3 separate regions of the Mus musculus genome follow, and regions 1 and 2 are each linked to region 3. Evidence: chromatin contacts called from public HiChIP or PLAC-seq and promoter capture Hi-C data. All regions are on one chromosome and are shown on one strand. The core of a region is the stretch at or near the end of the contact, and the rest is flanking DNA. Distances in the headings are between cores, read along the strand shown. Region 1 holds the start of H2aj (H2J.A histone). Region 2 holds the start of BC049715 (cDNA sequence BC049715). Region 3 holds the start of Rerg (RAS-like, estrogen-regulated, growth-inhibitor).

Region 1 (2,947 bases), core at 84-2,583, 360 kb before region 3:
TTTTATAGTGAGTTCCACGGCTGCCAGGGCTACAGGAAGAAAAGTCTCAAAAACTAAAACAAATAGAAAACCTACAAAGCTTCTTTTGCAGCTAGCTCTCCAGGTGGGTGTGTCAAGGAGCAGATGACGAAAGCTCGTTCTAGGAGGGCAGAATTCAGCCAAGGAGCTATGGCTGAGCCGGAATTGCTGTGGCACTCACAAGCACAGACCCTGGAGTCAGATAGTCAGATTTGAAAGTCGCCCCTGGCTATACTGGAGACTAATTTCCATGAGTATGGTATGAGGGAACAGAGGTGCTCTTCTCTGGGCTTCCGGTTTTTGATTGTTTCCAGGTAGTTTCTCTCTTAGGCCAGGCTCAATTCAAGTTCTCCATACTCCTGCATCAGCTGGGTTTATAGGCACTGAACACCATAGTCTGCTTACTGTTGTATTTTATTTAAAAAAAAAAAAAAAAAGCCGGGGACGTTTGGTGGAGGAGCGTTATTGTGCACGTAGGGGGTAGAGGGGGTGCGGCCCATGCTGAGGTACCAGCCACAGGACGGTATAGTAGTTTATTTAGGGCATGAGGTGAGTTGAGGGGGTAGTAGCGAGAGCGAGAGAGAGAGAGAGAGCGAGAGCGAGAGCGAGAGCGAGAGAGAGAGAGAGAGAGAGAAAAGGCCGAGGGGGTGTGCGGGTGGAGGCCGGCCATGAACACGTGGAGAGAGGGGTAGGGGAATGGGAGAGAAGGGACAGAGGGCTAAGAGAGTAAGAAAGCAAGAGAAAAGTGTGGGTGTGTGTGTGGGGGGGGGCAAGCAGCTTCTTTTACAGTGGGTCAGGCACACCTGGCTGCTGCCAGGTAACTGTGGGGCGGAGCCTAGAAGAAATGCCAACACCATCATTTTTATTTTTTGAGATAAGGTCTCACTTCCTAGCTTGGTCTATAACGCACAAAGTAGCCCAGGCTGTCTTTGTATTGGTAATCCTCCTACTTCAGCTCTTTCTCCCTCCAAAAGCTAGGATTACTGATTTGAACCAAGTATGGCTTTGCTTAACTCCCCGTTTTCGCTGCCCTCCCTCCGTTCCTTCCTTATTAGGCTGGTATGGATCTTGGAATATCTACAGCTGACCTTAGGCTCCGGGCAATCTTGTATCGGCTACCCTAGTGCTGGGATTGCAGACTCGAACCACCCAGTTAACTACATCCTGGCAGCCAATCCCAACAAGTTTGAGGATGCCTGTGAACTATGTAAATTAGGACTAGAAATTTGAGCTTTTGATTGGGAGACATCTGGATGGGCGGGGGCTCTGCTTCCGCGAGCTGATTGGGTACGGTACCTGCCTGTCACGGGCGGCAGCGGCTGCAGTTTGGCGAGGCAGTTCCGGGGTGGCGCGCGTCGTCCCGGAACTGAGCGAGCCGGTGTTGGAGTTCCAGGCGCGGGGTCGAGCATGTCCGGGCGAGGCAAGCAGGGCGGTAAGGTGCGCGCCAAGGCCAAGTCGCGCTCGTCGCGCGCGGGCCTGCAGTTCCCCGTGGGCCGCGTTCACCGGCTGCTGCGGAAGGGCAACTACGCGGAGCGCGTGGGCGCGGGAGCGCCCGTGTACCTGGCGGCGGTGCTGGAGTACCTGACGGCCGAGATCCTGGAGCTGGCGGGCAACGCGGCGAGGGACAACAAGAAGACGCGCATCATCCCTCGTCACCTGCAGCTGGCCATCCGCAACGACGAGGAGCTCAACAAGCTGCTGGGCCGTGTGACCATCGCGCAGGGCGGCGTCCTGCCCAATATCCAGGCCGTGCTGCTGCCCAAGAAGACGGAGAGCCAGAAGGTGAAGAGCAAGTGAACCCGACAGACGGGTGCAGAGCCCGCCCGCCACAGTCCGCAGCCAATAAAGTCGGTGAAAAGCGAGTAATCTAGAGAGCTGTGTAGTCGCGGGACCGAGGGGGTGTTGGGTGGGGACGAGTTCCAACTTTGAGCGTGACGCAGGCCACCTGTGTGGCCATGTGCGAGCCGGAGGAACCCAGCGGGTGGATTGGGAGAGCCCCGTCGCATCACCGTGGGCAGGAGAAGCGGACCTAGTGCCCAGAGGCTACTCTGGAATTGGCTTTGCCTAACTCCCCAGTCTTAGGGAAAAGTGGTAGGGAAGGTGTTGCGAGCTGTGAACAAGAAGTTGCCTCGCTTGTCATACATAGGAAGGTTGAGCTATATGTACCCTAGCCATTTGGAAAAGACAGGAACTTGGGATCCTTGGTGGGTGCTAGTTATTTATGGTAGTATTTAAGCTAATAGATGTTACGTATTCGTGATCTGAATGCCAGCCATCTTCACATTGCACACTTGTGTTCAATATTCTTTATAATGAAGTAACTTGTGCAATACGGAAGTGAGTCACGAAGTTTGCGCTCTGGATGGTGTTGCGTAACAGCGGGGCCCTCGGTCTTAAGTAGTGTATGTTTAGCAGCTCCTAAAATGATCTTCTCTTGGTGCTTGCGGTGGTGTTACCCCTCATCCCTGCATTTGGGAAGTAGAACGCCTTTCGTGGCTAGATAGCGAGTTTGTGGCCGTTTCTGAACTACATTAGACCGTGTCTCAAAATATGTTTCTGTCTCCCCTCGAGTTTTAGCTGCATGGCAGCCTCTTATCCAGCACTGATTCTGAGAATCAGCCTGATTTTACTTAAAAGCAAAACCGATTTTTTTTTTTTTTTTTTAGGGGTGACTGTTAGCTTTCCTGGGATCAGGTTTCTTCTTTTCCGTAACTGTTGAGTTGGGTGATGGCGCCTCAAGGAAGGAAAGGGTCGTGTGAGTTAACGTAACGCGGAGAGCCAAACCCCAGGGCCCTGGAAATGCGATTCTTGCCTTGGTCATTCCGTTTCCTGCTCACTCAGTAACCATCATTCTGTTAGCAGGAGCCACAAAACATCCCATGCTACGGAGGTTTCACTCTGGGTTCTTCCCCTCCACCCCCGGGGGGGA
Region 2 (3,122 bases), core at 596-3,095, 340 kb before region 3:
GTCACGGTAGGGAAATATTTTAAGGCCAGGCTTTCATTATTATCACTTCTTTCTCTTCCATTCCAAATGAATGAAACTTCCAAAAATTAGCCTTGCCCATAGTAAAAAAAGGAACAAATATTTCCTGTTCAAAGTGTGCGACACTTTCCTACAGGCTACATCTCCTGTGGCTCCCCCTTTAAGCATTAAACAAATCTACTTTCTTTCTACATTAGGAAAGGGAAGATCCCGAGGTAAATTTGAGACTCTAATTCCCTTGGCTCCTTAGGTGGGACTCTGTAAGTTGTTTTAGTTAATGCTTTTTTTCATCAAGCGTTCAGCTGGCCGGCTCCCTGCTGCTTCCCAGATATTTCAGAACTGATCGGTGTCGATTATGTCATTACAGATGTTTCTCTATCAGAAAGCAGAAGGGGCAGGAGTTTGGGAAGAAGGGAAGAGAAGGGTACTGACTATAGGGAACTACAAAAAGGCACGGATACAACAAATTCTATTTTTGATCTTTTCTTTAGTGTTTCCCTTCTTAAACCAGCCTCGGGCTCTCGTTTTGACGCCATCCCATCACACACACCTAAAAACCAATCAGCTACGAGTCAAGGAGAATTTTTACAAGACCATAGTGCCTCTGCCTGCAAACGTTGGCAGAGACAAGGTCAAAAGACCATGGGAACCCAGGCAGCACAAACGCAACCCGACCGGTCCGGTCCGGTCCGGGTCCACTCCAGGAGGCCTCACAGCAACTGCCGAAACCATAGCGACGGTTGATAGCGACTCGAGCGGCTAGACGTCAGCCCGCCGCCACCGGTCGCCGCACTCGGGCGGTGGGTCTGACCCGGCGGGAGATCCCGCCCGAGAACCCGTCGGACGCAGTGCCAGGCCGGCCCCGAGCCCTGAAACCCGAGGCTCCCGCCACCCCGGGCCCAGCGGAGGAAGAGCGCGGCCTCTGGGCCTGGTGTTTCAGAGAAGGCTTCGCAGGCCCCGGGGAGGGTCGCGGAAAACGGAGCACCGAGTCCCCACGCACTCACACGACTGCGAGGCTCCCGGGACGGCGAGAGCAGCTAGCGGGCGGTCCCGGAGGACTCTCTGCGAAGGGGCCTTCACCTCTGCCCCTCGGTCAACCACCCGGGAACCGCCATCTTGAAACCTCGCGCCCCTCCGCCAGCTCACGTCACTTCCTGTTCCCGCTGGCCGCGATCTCACCGCGTTGCCAGGCACTGGGCCCATAGAGCGAATACAACAACTTCAGAGCCAGAGGTACTTCCGCTCTCATTCACTATCCGATTGGATAACTATAGGCCAAGAGACCCGCCTCATTCCAGAGTATTGTAGATTGACACTAATATAACCCAATAGAAATAAAAAGTAAGGAAGCTGCTATTTGATTGGCCAATTGTTCTCAGAATTCTGACGCATTTCCGCAACTGCTTCTCTCTGGGGACACACTAGGTAGCGGTATGCGTACGCTTCTGTGTCGGCCATTGGATCTGTGTTAGTTGTCGTGTGTAAATGGATGCTGTTTTTCAGGAATGCTTCCATAGAAAACAAGTTAGGTAATAACACTGGGCACCGAGTCTAAGGTGCTCAGCAAACATCAGCCCTCTAAACCTACAGCATGTGATGAACTGAACAAATAGTTCCTAGGGGAGACTCATAAATCTACACGAAAATGTATATTTTAAAAGAGAAACGGTACATTTGTCGATTTTCCAGAGGAGAAGTTATTACATAACACTTCAAATGAACTTTGCATCAACCCAAACTCCTTTATGATGTCATTGCACACTCTAGATTTATCTGAAGTCTTCCTTTGAGGGTTCTCTAGAGTCACAGAACTTGTGGATAGTCTCTATATAGAAAGGGACTTTGTTATGATGACTTACGGTCTGTAGTCCACCTCCCCAACAATGGTCAGCTGTGAATGGGAAGTCCAAGGATCTAGGAGTTGCTCAGTCCCACCAGGCTAGTAGATTCCAACTGATGGGCTGGCAAGTAAATGCAAGCAGAGGAGGAAGAGAAAAACTTCCATCTTCCAATGTCTTATAGATCTCCAGAAGAAGGTGTGGTTCAGATTAAAGGTGTGTACCGCCACGCCTGGATCTGGGCCTTGTACTCAGAGATCTTACCTTACTCTCCTGGGGATACATAGCCACTATGCCTCAAGATTTCCATGCCAAGATCAAGGTCAGAAACTTGTATTTCCCAGCCTCAAGATCTGGATCACAGGTGAACCTTCCAATTCTGGATTGTGGTTTGTTCTAGATATAGCTGATAACCAGAAATAGCTATTATATTTCCCTTCTACATCCCCATTCCTTAAGACTCCTCCCCATCCTTTCCCCTTAAAGGTAAGCATTTAAAACGAAATCTTCATAAAGTGTGAACTTGGTCTGTCTCGAAAAAAAACCAAAAAGCAAAACAAAACAACAAAAAACCAAAAACAAAAAAACACAAATCAAAAAACCAAAAACACCCTCACACTTGGTTATTTTTCAACTTAGTTTCAGCATCCTTAACAGAAAAGGTCCTAAGGGAATTTTTGACATCAAGTACTTTGAAAGAACTGATTGAGGTGTATATTAATTTTTAGGATGTTGTAGATAGGCACTAATGTTACAATGAATTAATAACCAATAGAACATTTACAATTTATATTAAAACAAATGTGTTCCCTAACAATGTAACATCAGTACCATACTAAAACTACCTTTGACTTAGTGGGAAAAAAAATAAGTATTCAATAAATAATCTGGGCTGGCCACCATCTCCCTATCCCTCTGTCTCATTGTTTAGATGGATTGAATTACAGTTAGAAGCCTTGATGCCTGGGAATGTCATTAATTCTTGTTTTGATTACTCTTTGAGTGTCAGTAATAGCAAGACCTATTAGTTCATAAAATAAAAACCAGGTAATAAATTTAGAAAGTGACACAAATTGTGATATTTTGAAACTAATTTATAAAACCAGTGATAACATAGAAATTAATACATTTGGAAAAGTTATGTGGCTAGTTAAAATTCTTCATCTGCTTGTAAAATTTTCCTGAGATATACTGGATACTTTATACCAATGATTTATTTTTGTCTTTGCGTTAAAAACCAAACGACTATAACCAGGACTATCTCAA
Region 3 (3,315 bases), core at 603-3,102:
GGCTGGTCCACCTATAAGCAGACAGTGGGTCAAAACAAAATTCCTCATTTGTCATTTTATATATCTCCCTTCTATTTAAGGTTTGCATGTTGAATTTGTTTACTAGATTTTTTTTTAACTTACAAACAGCTGCTGGCTCTTTGAAACACAGAGCGTGCTTGTGTACGGAGCATCTGTAGACAATAACTTGCCATTTCATGCAAAAGTATCATCCCCATGCATCTAGAATCTGGCTATAGTCTTCATTTAAAGTAAGCATCAAAGTATATGTTTTTAAAGCCAAGTCAAATATTTCAGCAACTCCCCTTGGCCTCCGAAGCTCACGGGTCTCACATAGGAGAAATTAATTATGTTAGTTAAAGTGTCCCATTTGTGATGTCATAAAGTGTCCCCATTTATGACGTCATAAAGATCCAGCTGCTTAATGTCAGCCGCCTAATATGTTTAGGGAAAAGGGGGGGGCGATGCAACGCTGCCCTCTAAAGATGCCTTCACATTTTATTTCCCCATGAAAATTTGACGGAAACCATCAACGTGTCAATTGTTGTCATAGTAACCTACAGGCAAGTATCTGTTGAATTAACCAGAGACCTTCTATCCCTCAGATCTGAGGAAACTCAATGGTTCAAACACAGGAACTATTCCTGCCGTGGCCTGAAGTTCACTCTCGGAGCAGATTTGCTTTCCCGGAGGCAAAACCAAACAAGTTTCAAGTTTCCATCCTAAAATCACACCTAAATATTTAGGGGATGAAAGGCGTTGCTTTTCCGTATGCATGAAGTCATCAGAGGAAACATTAGAGTGAAGGAAAGACGTGTGTTGTTTCATTTGGTACTACTGACCAATCGTCGAATTCATTGACTCCCTCCACACTTAGGTGTATACTAACCAAAGAGGCTACCTGTGGGGACTCTGTTAGACCTACGACAATTGCGTTTCTAAAGCTTCATCCATCTGTTTATTTACTTAGCAAAAGGTTTTGCTCCTAATAAATCATTTCGCAGACTGTGTTTATCAAGGTCAGAGTTTTCCACTTCCTCTTGAGGCGAGTGGGGGCATCTTTATAATTACATTTTAATGCTTTTATGGCCTTCTAAAAAGAAAAAGAAAAAAAAAAAAAAGAAAGAAAGAAAGCAAAGCACAGCTGTCCAAGACAGCAGTGAATCCAGTCTGATGGTGGTGGAGTGAGATCGCTTCTCTCTGGGTCAGACCTCTCCTGAAATCAAGATTTCTCAGTTTCTCTGCTAGGAATTTTCCTTCATCTTATCACAAGGCAACAGCCACACCAAAGAGGTTGTGACTGCGCAAGCCCCCCGGCTGGCTCGCTACCCTGAGATCAACAGGTCCTGCAGCCAGGAGCAAGCCCACAGTGGGCTGCATGTTCTGCAGCTCACAGGCTCCACATAAAGAGCAGATGTCCCCTAATTCGGAAGGACGCCTTAGGCGCAGGACGCGCTGTCAAGCCTGGTGGCTGGCGTTCACATCTCTCAGGAGAACCCCAAAGTCGCCCTTAGGGAGGGACCCGGAGACCACCGGGACTCACCCAGGGGCTGAGCCCTCAGGGGCTCGTACCCTGTCCTCAGGGAGCCACCTGGACACGTGCGTGTCACTCACCTGTTCACTGTCCAGGCCGGGGAGACAGCCGCGGTCCTCTCCAAGTTCGCAATCCGCCCGCGGAGACTAGGAAGCTCTCCCACCCTGACCCACGCGGGCTACAGGAGGCGTTTGAGAGTTGGGGGGCCGCGATTGCGGTTGGGAGTCGCTGGGGCTGCAAGTGCGGTGCCCGGACGGGGTCTCTTCCCTCGCGCTCGCTCAGACTAGCAGCGCAGAGACTGCGGCAGGACGCGAGCTCCGGCCAGCCGCCGCTGCGCTCCGCCACCAAGATGCTGCAGTGAGGTGCCCGGGCGCCCCCTGCTGGACCAGTCTGCGAGCCGAGCGCCTCACAACCCAGCCTAGCTCAGCGCCAGGCCTGCAGGCTTCAGCTAAGTCCTTTCTTGATTAAAAAGCATCACTTACGCAGTGTTCTCTACGCCTTTTTTCAAAGGATCTTGCTAATACGCCCTGGGAATGTGTTCAGTTATCTTCATGATATTCGAGAGGAAGCAGAGGATTTTTAAAAAAGATAGAAATAAACGGGTCCAAGACTAGTAAATGGCTGGGAGAAAATCCGGAAAGGATCGGAAACAAATATACTTCCAAAGATATAAACACCAAATTTAACCGAAATTCATATTTGTATATATGAGAAAGTCCCCGGTGTGCTCTGTTCCCTCTGGAAGACCAGCATTTATAAGATTTGCTTTGGCGTCAAACCCCATCCCGTTCAAACCTCAACAAAGATAATTAACATGCATGCTATGCTAAGCTAAGCAAGACCTGCTTACATCCCCCATCTCCTTTGATATTCACCTCCCTGGAGGTAAGCATGGCTATTGTAATTGCTGGTCTTTCGGAGGGAAAGGAGAGCTTCTGAGAGGTTAAAGGATTCCCAAAGACGATGGTGGGCATGAACAAAGCAACAGGAAATGTCTATGCCTTTCTCCTTTTTCATTCCAAAGCTGGGTTTTCTTACCAGGGTATCTGGTGACTCACTGAAAGCGAGGCTAGGCAACAGGAGCAGGCAGGGGCCCAGGGCGATAGGAATAATCAGTGGAGCCACTCTGGTGGAAGAAAGTCTCTGCCCCGTGGAGGCAGAGACTTGGCAGGCAGGGTGGATGAAGAGGTTGGACTTGTGATAGCCTCAGCATGTGTCCTGATAACTCACTGAGAAACCTTTAACACACCACATCCAGCGTGAATTTCCAGATCCCCCCTCCCCGACTTCCTGGGGACCCCAGATCTGACCTACAGTGACACTCCCTCCCACATGCCCCAGCACCCTGCCAGTATTGGGCTTGCTTTGCATTCTCTCAAGTTTCTCCTTGTTCTGCTAACCCTTGACATTCCAGGGGCTGGAAGAGTGGGGGAAGAGTACTGTGTGTGCACCCATGCTCTCCCCCTGTTGCAGGGCCTGCTGCACAATGATCAAACGGATGCAACAAGACCATTTGAGACATGATACATCTAAATTGTTTATCCACTGAACTTGGAAGAGCTATTTAGTGTGGACTTGAAGACATGGGTCCCGTCCTTGAGAAACAGCGATTTCAGCATCTCGGAATACAAACGGTCTTAGAGCCTACAGTAAGAAGACAAATTATATTTGTAGACAATGCAAAATTCTATAAAATTCAAATTGTGTGGAATTTTATAGCATTAATATCGTCAAGTTTCAACCTACCTTCTTTTCCTGTCATGCTTTGTAGAGCAGTACTT

Evidence for each region. Promoter capture Hi-C pulls out the DNA fragments that hold promoters and counts their contacts. HiChIP or PLAC-seq counts read pairs in DNA pulled down with a chosen protein or histone mark.
Region 1: a contact with region 3 is called in an H3K4me3 HiChIP or PLAC-seq map of embryonic stem cells, with 13 read pairs. The contact joins the promoter of H2aj here to the promoter of Rerg in region 3. A contact is called at or near these places in 2 of 39 promoter capture datasets (the 3T3-L1 cell line and cranial neural crest) and 1 of 115 datasets of contacts at active chromatin or transcription factors (embryonic stem cells).
Region 2: a promoter capture Hi-C map of embryonic stem cells shows a contact between it and region 3, with 9 read pairs. The contact joins the promoter of BC049715 here to the promoter of Rerg in region 3. A contact is called at or near these places in 3 of 39 promoter capture datasets (cranial neural crest, embryonic stem cells and hippocampal neurons), 1 of 484 Hi-C or Micro-C datasets (muscle stem cells), 3 of 115 datasets of contacts at active chromatin or transcription factors (embryonic stem cells, forebrain and microglia) and 1 of 9 other capture datasets (pancreatic islet).

What each region holds. Positions count from the first base shown.
Region 1 is chr6:136,806,915-136,809,861 of GRCm38.p6, forward strand. It overlaps H2aj (H2J.A histone), which reads left to right and starts at 1,334. Exons shown (of 1, transcript NM_177688.4): 1 at 1,334-2,947. The coding sequence starts at 1,426. The coding sequence ends at 1,815.
Region 2 is chr6:136,826,998-136,830,119 of GRCm38.p6, forward strand. It overlaps BC049715 (cDNA sequence BC049715), which reads left to right and starts at 1,846. Exons shown (of 3, transcript NM_178776.3): 1 at 1,846-2,072. It overlaps Wbp11 (WW domain binding protein 11), which reads right to left and starts at 1,219. Exons shown (of 12, transcript NM_021714.4): 1 at 1,023-1,219. Smco3 (single-pass membrane protein with coiled-coil domains 3) reads right to left here. Exons shown (of 2, transcript NM_001039558.2): 2 at 2,934-3,122.
Region 3 is chr6:137,167,866-137,171,180 of GRCm38.p6, forward strand. Rerg (RAS-like, estrogen-regulated, growth-inhibitor) reads right to left here and starts at 1,853. Exons shown (of 5, transcript NM_001164212.1): 1 at 1,615-1,853.